Regions from separate parts of the Mus musculus genome. Here region 1 is linked to region 2. A link is a contact called in public HiChIP or PLAC-seq data. All regions are on one chromosome and are shown on one strand. Each heading gives the region's core, a stretch centred on a gene start, on an enhancer-like site or on the middle of the called end of the contact. The rest is flanking DNA. Distances are from core to core; before and after follow the strand shown. Region 1 overlaps Mast4 (microtubule associated serine/threonine kinase family member 4). Region 2 overlaps Pik3r1 (phosphoinositide-3-kinase regulatory subunit 1).

Evidence for each region. HiChIP or PLAC-seq counts read pairs in DNA pulled down with a chosen protein or histone mark.
Region 1: a contact with region 2 is called in an H3K27ac HiChIP or PLAC-seq map of microglia, with 9 times the contacts expected there. The contact joins two enhancer-like sites. A contact is called at or near these places in 1 of 39 promoter capture datasets (liver), 1 of 15 datasets of contacts at CTCF or cohesin (large pre-B cells), 3 of 484 Hi-C or Micro-C datasets (B cells, large pre-B cells and pro-B cells) and 4 of 115 datasets of contacts at active chromatin or transcription factors (astrocytes, cardiomyocytes, large pre-B cells and 1 more).

What each region holds. Positions count from the first base shown.
Region 1 is chr13:102,732,797-102,737,243 of GRCm38.p6, forward strand. Mast4 (microtubule associated serine/threonine kinase family member 4) reads right to left here. Exons shown (of 29, transcript NM_175171.3): 29 at 1-4,447. The coding sequence ends at 2,206. Among named protein-coding and RNA genes, the nearest start is that of 1700099I09Rik, 25 kb to the right of the region's middle. Within about 2 kb of position 2,920, at least 8 of the 459 cell types and tissues checked have an H3K27ac peak or open chromatin away from gene starts, as enhancers often do. A contact at or near this core is called in microglia, where this site is marked.
Region 2 is chr13:101,698,421-101,703,233 of GRCm38.p6, forward strand. Pik3r1 (phosphoinositide-3-kinase regulatory subunit 1) reads right to left here. Exons shown (of 16, transcript NM_001077495.2): 5 at 4,289-4,420; 6 at 3,291-3,492; 7 at 3,027-3,106. Among named protein-coding and RNA genes, the nearest start is that of Pik3r1, 67 kb to the right of the region's middle. Within about 2 kb of position 1,586, at least 24 of the 459 cell types and tissues checked have an H3K27ac peak or open chromatin away from gene starts, as enhancers often do. A contact at or near this core is called in microglia, where this site is marked.

The DNA of each region.
Region 1 (4,447 bases), core at 1,670-4,169, 1.0 Mb after region 2:
TCGTCCAAAATGCAAAAACAAATTTGGCAAAAATGATAATACACTATACAAAATATACATAAAAAATATCCTTTGTAAACAAGCAGCTGGCTGTGCTTTAAAGAAAACGGGACAGTTAAAAGCAAAGTCTGTAAACCATGAACTACCTCCTGGACAGACCTGTCCTGATCTCTGAGTGGAGAAGGATTAGGCTGTTAGATCTGCCAACCAGATATGCACTGTAAGCTTTGAGACCGTTTTTTGAGACCCATTGGAGTTCTTGTAAAAAAATATTTGTTCTACAGTTTCACAATGTAGTGATGGGGGGATGGCTGGAGCTGTCTGGGGGTGGGGAGACAGGAGTGGGGCAGAATCTCCCTTTTCCTTTCCTTTTGCCATCACCAACTGGCTTGGCAACCAAGGGCAACCAGGCAGATGGTGACGTGATGCCTTTGTTTCTGGAGTGCTTACAACCTCGCTAGGTGATTTACAATCCACAGGGCTGTGCTCACATAAACAATCCTATGGTGTACAGATACCAAGACACCCCTGAGGGGTCTGGAGCTAGGTTCATTATTCATTTGTAATTTTTTTTTCCTCTTATAGAACAAAGTCTTGTTATGGATCCCAAGCATCTTATAAAAATTTGTCTGCATTGTGTCTTAGTCAGCAAGTGCCATCTTACAATTCAAAACAAGCCATTAAAACAAAACAAAACAAAACAAAAACCCAAACCCACCAACGAAACAAAACAAAACAAAACATAAAAAAACCATCGCAACAACAGAAACAACCCAGAAAAACCCTCAGAGCTAAAATGATCTGACAAGTTCTACATATTTCCTGGTATACAAAATTTAAATAAGGCTTAGCAAAAGTAAAAAGGATGTTCACATTCAAGCACCAAATAGCTCCAGTCTCTTTGTTACAAAATGATGCTCTTTATTAATACAGTAAATTTTTTGCATACAAATAAAGAGATTGTGTTATGAAATGCATGGAGCTACTCGATGCATCAGAAATGAATGTGAAACCCAGGAACTTGCTAAAAACAGCAAGCTTCATCTACAACATAAGGCCCCAGCTATGTATTAAAATGTATCTGATGTCCTGATTATTCTTTAATATATATGCTATGATGCCAAAATCCACCCCCCTCCTTTTCTTCAACCAAAGCAAAGTTAAAGCCTCTTCCAATGCCTAATGCGTATCGCTCCACCTAAGTGCTAGCGGATTTGTGTGCAGCCAGGGACTTGCCTGTTTCCTCACCAGCAGCGCTGGTCCAGTGCCTGCCACGAATATGTGCTTCTTGGACTCACAGCATAAAGGCCTGAGGGTAGAGCTTAGAAAGGAAGGAAGGAGAGAAAGAAAGAAAGCTGACCTGCAGTGTGTTTATAGTCCCTGTGTGCCCTCCGGTGAAGACCAGACATATAACCCAGAGACAAGGACCATTGCCTTTTGGGCCACTTGGACCTGAGGGTCAAAATGTCCCTTACGAGGGCTGTCAAAGAGATGCCCAGCTCCCCCTGTCCTGGCCACTCCTAGCGGAGGGGTCCAAAAGCAGCAGCTCAGAAATACAGGTAGCCAGATTCAGTACTATCAGAAATCCTGGTTAAATATATACACACACACACATACACACACACACACACAAAAAAAAAACCTCACCATCTACTGTAGTTAGGGCTTCCTTTCATCTTTAACTCTACTTCTACAAATGGAGCCTTGAACTATTCTCAGACCACAGACCAAAACACATAGGTGGAGGCATACACACGCAGTTACGGGTGGGTTTCTATTTTTCACACACCTCCCCCAGCCTGACCACTTTGCTTTCTTACTACGTTATGGTTACGTGGTAAAAACAAATATGTTCAATCTAGAAAAGCTTCGGTCAGCAAGGTGGTCAGCTGCAAGGTGCACACTCTACATCCCGACCCAAACACATTGCTAGGTTATGTACAGAGAGCTTCTCTTCCTCACCAGCTCATCGCTGGGAAGGCAGGTTTTGTACAAACACTATCTGGCAACAGTTTTACCGGTTACTACTGGGAAGGCATCTGGAAGAAAGTTCCCTTTTTTTTTTTCCTGTCTCTCCTCCTCCTTATGAGCCTCTGGGCTCTGCATGGAGGACATTCCCATACAGTGCTGGTTTGTAAGGTGACAAAGACCCAGTCCCAGCTACGCTTGGGCTGGGTCTCATAGCCATGCCACCAGAGCTGCCTGTTAGGAGGCCTTTTTGTGAGGACTGCTCCTTAAGGTCTCCTTGCCCCTTCTCTGCCGAACCACGAAGTCTTTCTCTGAGGAAAGAGGGAGGGAGCGATCTGTGCTTGGGGCTGGGGGTGCTCTGGTCGCCTCTCTGCACGCATTCTGTTTCCTGACTGGGGGAGGCTGGGCGAGCTCTCTCCCTTTGGGTTCTCCTGTGGCAGCAGTTACTGACAGTGCCCTGCCTCGGTGGCCTGATGCGATGGGCACCTGTGGATCCTGGAAATGTGACTCCAGAGCAGAGGTGGAGAGGCGGAAGGAGGGCAGAGAGTCACTCTTTATCATTTGGCTTCGGCCGTCTCCTCCAGACTGAAGCTTCCTGTGGTCCCTGCTGCTGGGGGCTGGGAACTCTGAGGTCCCCCCTGTAGCCTTGGCAGATGAGGGGCTGCTGTTGGCTGCAGGGACCTCTCGCACTCCAGGCTGGGCCTCGGGAAAGCTGGCTGAGTAACTCAGAGACTTTTCTGGGGGGGCAGCTGAGCGGAGAGAGCTCTGCACGGTGGCAGAGGGTGACCTTTTCATACCGCTGGGCTTGCCTGTTTCAGCCAGTGACTTCTGGGGACCTGGCCCTTTCCCCTTGGGCTCAGAGAAGCCCTTCCCCATGCCCATGGGTGGCCTCTCTGAGCCTCTGAGTCCGGTCTCGCCGTGGTGGAGAGAAGGGCTGGCCTCTGGCTTGTAGCCCTCTGGGGCTGCGACATAAAGTGCGTCTGTGCATTTCTTTCCTTCTGCCTTCCTGTCCCCAGTGGTAGCCTGATGGCTTGGGCTTCTGTCTGTCTGTCTGCACAGACTGGGGTAATCTTTCACAGTGGATGGTTTGGGATGCTTTGGAGACGGGCTTTGCTTCTCACCAGCAATGAGTGGCTTCTGGTCTGCTGCTTCACTGAGATGTCCTTGTCTGGGTGGATGCTTCGCCTGCATCTCTGGGGGACACCCTCCATTGGTGTTTTTCAGTTTGGCATCGAGAGGACACTCTTCAGTGTGGACAATGATTGAGACCCGACCTTCTCCCTGCACAAGCACATCACTTGCTTTGCCCTGGGTGGTCAGGACAGCAGAAAATGTGTCCACTGGACCCTTGCTGCCACCCTTGCCTTCTCTGATGGAACCACCCAGGGGTTGAGTGACAGGCTCTTTGCCTTTTGCAGAGCCAGCACTCAGCTTCTGTGAGGAGAGGGACCTGTCTTGGTGCTTAGACTTTGAAGGGCTGGGGTCAGGGCCAGGCCGGGCCTTATGGCTACTGCAGTCACTGTGCCCGGCACTGGTGGTAGTGGTGGTGGTGGCAATGGCAGTGGTGGTGGCTGTAGCAGATCGGGGAGTGTCATGAAGGCTGGTGCTTGGTTCTGCAGCGGCAGCTTTGGTCCCGGGCTCCTTCTTTAAAGTGTGACTCGGAGAACTGCCGTGCTGCCAGGATGCTGAGTTAGACAGCTCTTTGGTGGGTGGGGGTTGTTGAGGGCCACTACCTCCAGGCCTTTGCGAAGTCTGTTCCTTCCTGTCTGGCTCTTTGGGAGCCTGTTTCTGCAAAGAGGGGGCAGCGGAGAGCTTTTCTCGCTTCTCACCCTCAATTCCTGGTGGCTGAGGAGGGCACCGGGTAGCAGGAACTTCCGGTTTGGGTTCAGGACCTTTTCGTGCCCGGCCTATCTCCTTTTCATATAAAAGTGAAGCTGAGTCCTCCCTGGCCAGGGACTTCACCTCATCTTGGCTATCTTTGTGGTTTGTTTTTGCATGCGCCCATGCTTTCTCCGAAGTCTGGGTCTGCTTGTAGAAATCGGGTTGGGTCCTCCCCCCGGAAGGCAGGGGTTTGGAACTGTCGCTGGCTTTACCAGTCTCTGCCGGGCACAGCTTCGCACAGGGATCTCTGTGTCCGTCATCCCTCACGGCAGACCACTCGCTTTTCACCTTGGCAGAGGGTTCCTTCAGACATGGCTTCTCCTTTGCGGGCGTCCCTTCCGGTGGGAGTGGGGCACGTGTACACAGCCTGGGTAGGTCCACATTGTGTAGGGTCTGCCCTGGGCCAGGGAGGTTCCTGGTGTCAGTGGAGCGGTCTTGGTGTGTGGCGGGACCACCCTCTTTCTGCTGAAGATTGCTCTCTGTGACAGTTGCTGGGCTCCTGGCAGAAGGATGAATGAGCTTCCTTTCCGGCTTTGACTTCGGTTCTGGCCCAGAGGCTGCGAGAGAGTCCTGGAGAGCCCGGCTCGGGGGTAGGAAC
Region 2 (4,813 bases), core at 336-2,835:
AGACACTGAAAACAGGCCCATGATTCGTAATGGATCCAGTAATGTAGGCAGATTAATCCAGTAATGACCTGCAGATGGGACAGGCTGAACTCAAAGGTAGCTTCTGGGCAGGTCCAGGTGTGGCATACACTGGTCGGGCAGCATAAAGCGAACCTCTCAGCTTTGTCTCCTCATCGTCCCAGTGATGCCTTATTAACACCGTCACTTAAAAAGTGGCCTTGTGTCAATGCCTGGTGGATCAGCTTGGAGAAACACATTAAGAAATGGCGACGTACATATGTCCTAGAGAGTGTACACACCCTAGAGAGCACAGCCTGCCACAACCTGATTCGCTATCTGCCTGCAAATCAAAAGGCTATTTTCCTTTCCTCCAGTTAAAACTGGATCTGCTTTTCAAGGCCCCTTTCGGGGTGTGCTCTTTCATGAACTTCTCCACTCATCTGATCACCCTAAAATGTCACCAACAGCACCTCTAAAGCTCTTTCTCTTGGGAGAAGTACACTCCCAGCTAGTATTTAGACACTGTGTCTTAACAGGCCTTATTTAAGTTGTGCCTCAGACATCAGCATTATCATTCCAAGTACTACCTGGTAACAGCCCAGAGACAATCTGCCCTGCAACAAATACTTCCTTGTAGTCCCCACTTAAGGATCCTTCAACGACTCCTTTCTGTTCAGAGCAGCAGTTTCTATTAAACGACTGGTTTATGAGCATTCATTTGAGATGTGCTGGAGGTGAGCTTCCAAAGCCCTCAGGGACTCTTTCGTGCTGGGCTAGCGACGAGGGCCTCTGGGAATGCACTGCATTCCCACTGGGGTCACACACACCCAAACCCTTGCCTGGGGGTGCCCTACCAATCACAGCACTGGAGCTATCCTAGAGCCCAAAGGTGACTCAGGACGGAGGCACCTTCTTTTACCCTCTTGTAGGTGGAGAGTGAAATGTTTGCACAGGTGAGAGACACTGAAGCATCCATTTGGTCCCACGGGGCCTATACAGTGCTCATCGTGGCTGAGAAATACCGCATGAAGTGAAAATGGCTCGCATAGGGCTTAAGAATTACTTGGATTTAATTCTTTTTCTCTTCTCTCTCTCTTTTGAAGAAGCCGCACAAGGACTGGGACAATCCAGTCCGTTCAAATCCGTCATTCCTCGGCCGAGCTGACGGAACTAATCCTCCTTTGAAATTAGTATACAAGCGTCTATGCAGGGCACTGTAGCCCTCTTCTGTGTATCAGCCGCAGTATGAAAATGGATACTGATGATACGTGCTTACTCTTATAAGTCAACCTTACAAAAGACATTTAATCCATTTGTATTAAACTACAGTGGTGAACTCCCCCCTCCCCAGACAAATAAGCCCTTAGTAATCAATTCATTTGTGAAAGTCCTGTCTGGCTTTGGGCTTCCATGTATATTCCCCAATGAGGCCAGAGAGTGCCATTAAGAAGACCATGATGACCAGCTCGTCAGATTCCCCACACCCGACTCGGCACCATCCCAAGCCCTTCAGGGCACACAAAGCTCAGCTGTGCCTCCTCTCCGACAAACAGCCAAAGGCAAGCAGGAGGAAGTGAACATTTGCAGCTCAGGCCTTTGGCTCAGGGCCTGAATATTCTTGGTGCCCCTCTTCCTTCCTAGCCTGTGTGGTGAGTCTCAGGGTAGGCAATCTCTATAGCTCACAGCCACATCCATGCCTCCACACTCTTTCTTCCCCGTTAAGGTCAAAAGCAGCTCCCAAGGATAACCCAACACTCCTGAATCCATTCTCTAGTAAACTCAGGATCATATGGGGTGATGCCCTTGGCCTCAAATCCCAAGCTAGGCTGAGGTTCCTTGATGCACTGTCTATAGCTCTGGGCACCCTGGTTAAATGCTGTCTGCTGTGGTTTGGAACTTTTGGAATATACCATTCATCCATCATCTCTAGGTACCATATTTTGAGCCAGTCCACAGAACCTCTTTCCAGGTCCTGCATCCTGGGTGCTCATCCATGTTTTGAGCCCAAGACCTGACCTCTCTCAAGCTGTCTCATCCAGATGCAAAGAGCCACAGCTGACCTTGCAATGACAGACAGAAACGCACGGTAGGATGCTCTGACCCCCTGGCTGCTCACACAGCGGTGCTAATCTTCGTGAGTTACCCATCACAGATAGAAGAAGCAGGGTACTCCATTGAAAAGCCTGGCACCGAGGAGGAGTACAAGCAGAACTTATCTCTTGGCCCTGCAACTATGCTCTCCTGCTAAGGGCTGACAATCAATCTAAAAGGCCAGCCCAGTAAGCTAACTGCTACTGGATCACAGGTTGTTTGAACTCTTTGGTCCAGGCTCTTCCTGCTTCCTGAACTTCCTGGACTTAAATGGCTAGCTGAAGGCCCACCTGCTTTTAGAATGGCATCTGGCTTGGTCTAAACAGCCCCAGCAGAACACTGCTTTCATACCGCCTGCGTTACTGAAAATGTTTATTTTGACAGACATTTCTTGGTATAGTCACTTCCAAAGCACACACTCCAAAATACTTTAAATTATATAGTAATTATAAATCCCCCTACTTTGTAAGATTTGGAAAAACAACAACAACAACAACAAAATGTCAACAGCTGCAACAAACTCCATAAATTTATTCAGCAGCCCGAAGCCTAAGTGGTGGAAGGCCCAGGGAGCTCTCTCTATTCTCATCTGAGACAAAAAGATGGAGACATGAAGGAATCTTGAGGTCAAGGCTAACCTCTGCTACAAAGTGAGCTCAAGGCCAGCCTGGACTACATGGTGAGACCTTGTATCAAGCTAGTAAATTAAATAAAAATAAAAAATAAAAAAGTAAAACCAAGGTAGCTTAAAACCTGCAAAACCCGACATATGACATTTCACAAATACCACCACTGTTATTTTTCCATGAACCATAAATTAGCATATTACTATGGATTGCAGAGATCTGTGTTAATTCCAAGGAGCTAGAAACCACCGATTTCAAGGTCCAAAAAAGCTGAGCCGGAAGTGAATGTCAAATGTTGCAGAGCCTTACCTGGTGCTGGCTGTCTCTCATTCCATTCCGTTGAGATTAAAATCTCTATCGCTTTTATGAGGTGTTCAGTATTATCAGAGCTGCAACAAAGAGCATTTTGTGAGAACCATCATTTCTAAAAGTAATTCTCTTTTCATTCATCTACATCCTATTGATGTGTGTGAAGTAAGTCCCCAGAAAACGTGCATCTGTGAGGCATCAATTTAGGGCCACTCATCAGCTCTCACCCATACCGTCCGAACCTTCTTTTCATCCTTCACTTACCTGGCGGCTGGAAATCTGAAAAGCACGGGGCTGAAAATCTCAGAGAGGACTCTTGCATTCAAAAGGTTTTTGCTGGAGGCTTGAGAGAGCTTGAAAAAATGCTTGAGCAAATACTGAAGCGTAAGCCAACACTGATGAGGTATATTAGGCAATCTAATGAGCTTCTTCAACAGCTGGATGCAGTCTTCAGGGCTCTGTAGTTCTGCAGGTTCAAAACAAAACAAAACAGGAAACAGAGTAAGGCTAGGTGTAGGTGCCGGTGAGCCAACGCTTTGACCATTTCTTCTCTCTCCCTTAGCTACACGAGGAGGTGCACACAGACATCTTCAGGAAAGGTACCTAGGACATTTGTCCTTCTTAGTAAGAAATGCATTGTGAGAAAGTAAAGTTCTCAGGTCAAATGAAATACAAGACAACTCTTTTTGTAAAAAAAAAAAAAAAAAAAAAAAAAAAAAACCCACAGACTGTTCTGGGTGTGCTCTCAGAAGCCTGGCCTCCATCAGGCAGCACCAAGCGTGATTGGCTACTTCCTCGGATCATCAGATAAGTAGCACAGGTTATACTTTGAAGGTCACGGACCACAATTTCCTGTCCCCAAAGCACTGAGCAGAGCCTCGGCTCCCGATGCTGAGTCTTCCACCCTCGACACATTTTGTTCTGGGTGTTCAGGGAAGAGGGCAAAAATATGCCCCATCGTGCACTCTAGTACTGGATCTCCGAATCCGGTGCTAGATGGCTGTGGCCTGCCTAGCTGCAGTGGTCTTTGCAGAGAGTGATCAAAAAGTTAACAGTTAGCCAGTTTCTCACTTGGGCAGGCTTCTGAGCAAACACAATAGGGTGTCTTCTATCAGATGCTGTGTGGTAAAGGAGATCTGGGGTGGCAGTTTAGTGTTTTCTCAACACCTCCTACTTATACAGGGCCGTTGGCGCCTCCTAGAGTGCCAAGTATACCTACATCCCAGTATCCATTCCGAGAGGTCTGAAAAGAGAGAACCAACCTTGGGCTAAAGACATCATCTCATTGTAAACAGCTACAGGAATGACAGGATTTGGTAAGTCGGCGAGATAGCGTTTGAAAGCATCTGCTAAGACGTGTACGTCGATCATCTCCAAGTCCACTGACGCGGCATCTGGAAGAGAAACAATGTAAGAAACCATGTAAGAGGCACTCAGACTTTCTGTTGGGCCAGTTTTCCAAGTGTGGGACTTAAACGAGACACAGGGAAGGGAGCGATGCAGAACAGAAGCATGGCACACTGACCACTGTTTCATTCCTGAAGTTGGGACAGAACAGCTTTTCCTCATGGAGTTCTGTCTCACAATCCGCCTTTAACTATCACGTTAATCCCATATGTCTTGGGGCAACAACAACAACAACAACAAAAATATGCCACTGTTACTGATCAGTTAATACTCTGCACTGCTAAGGTGGCATCCTCTCCATGCCTGTATTAAAAGTCAAAGGCCCAGTTTTCCAGAAAGAACACGGTTTAGAGAGAGATCCTGTAAGGGGTGATTTGATT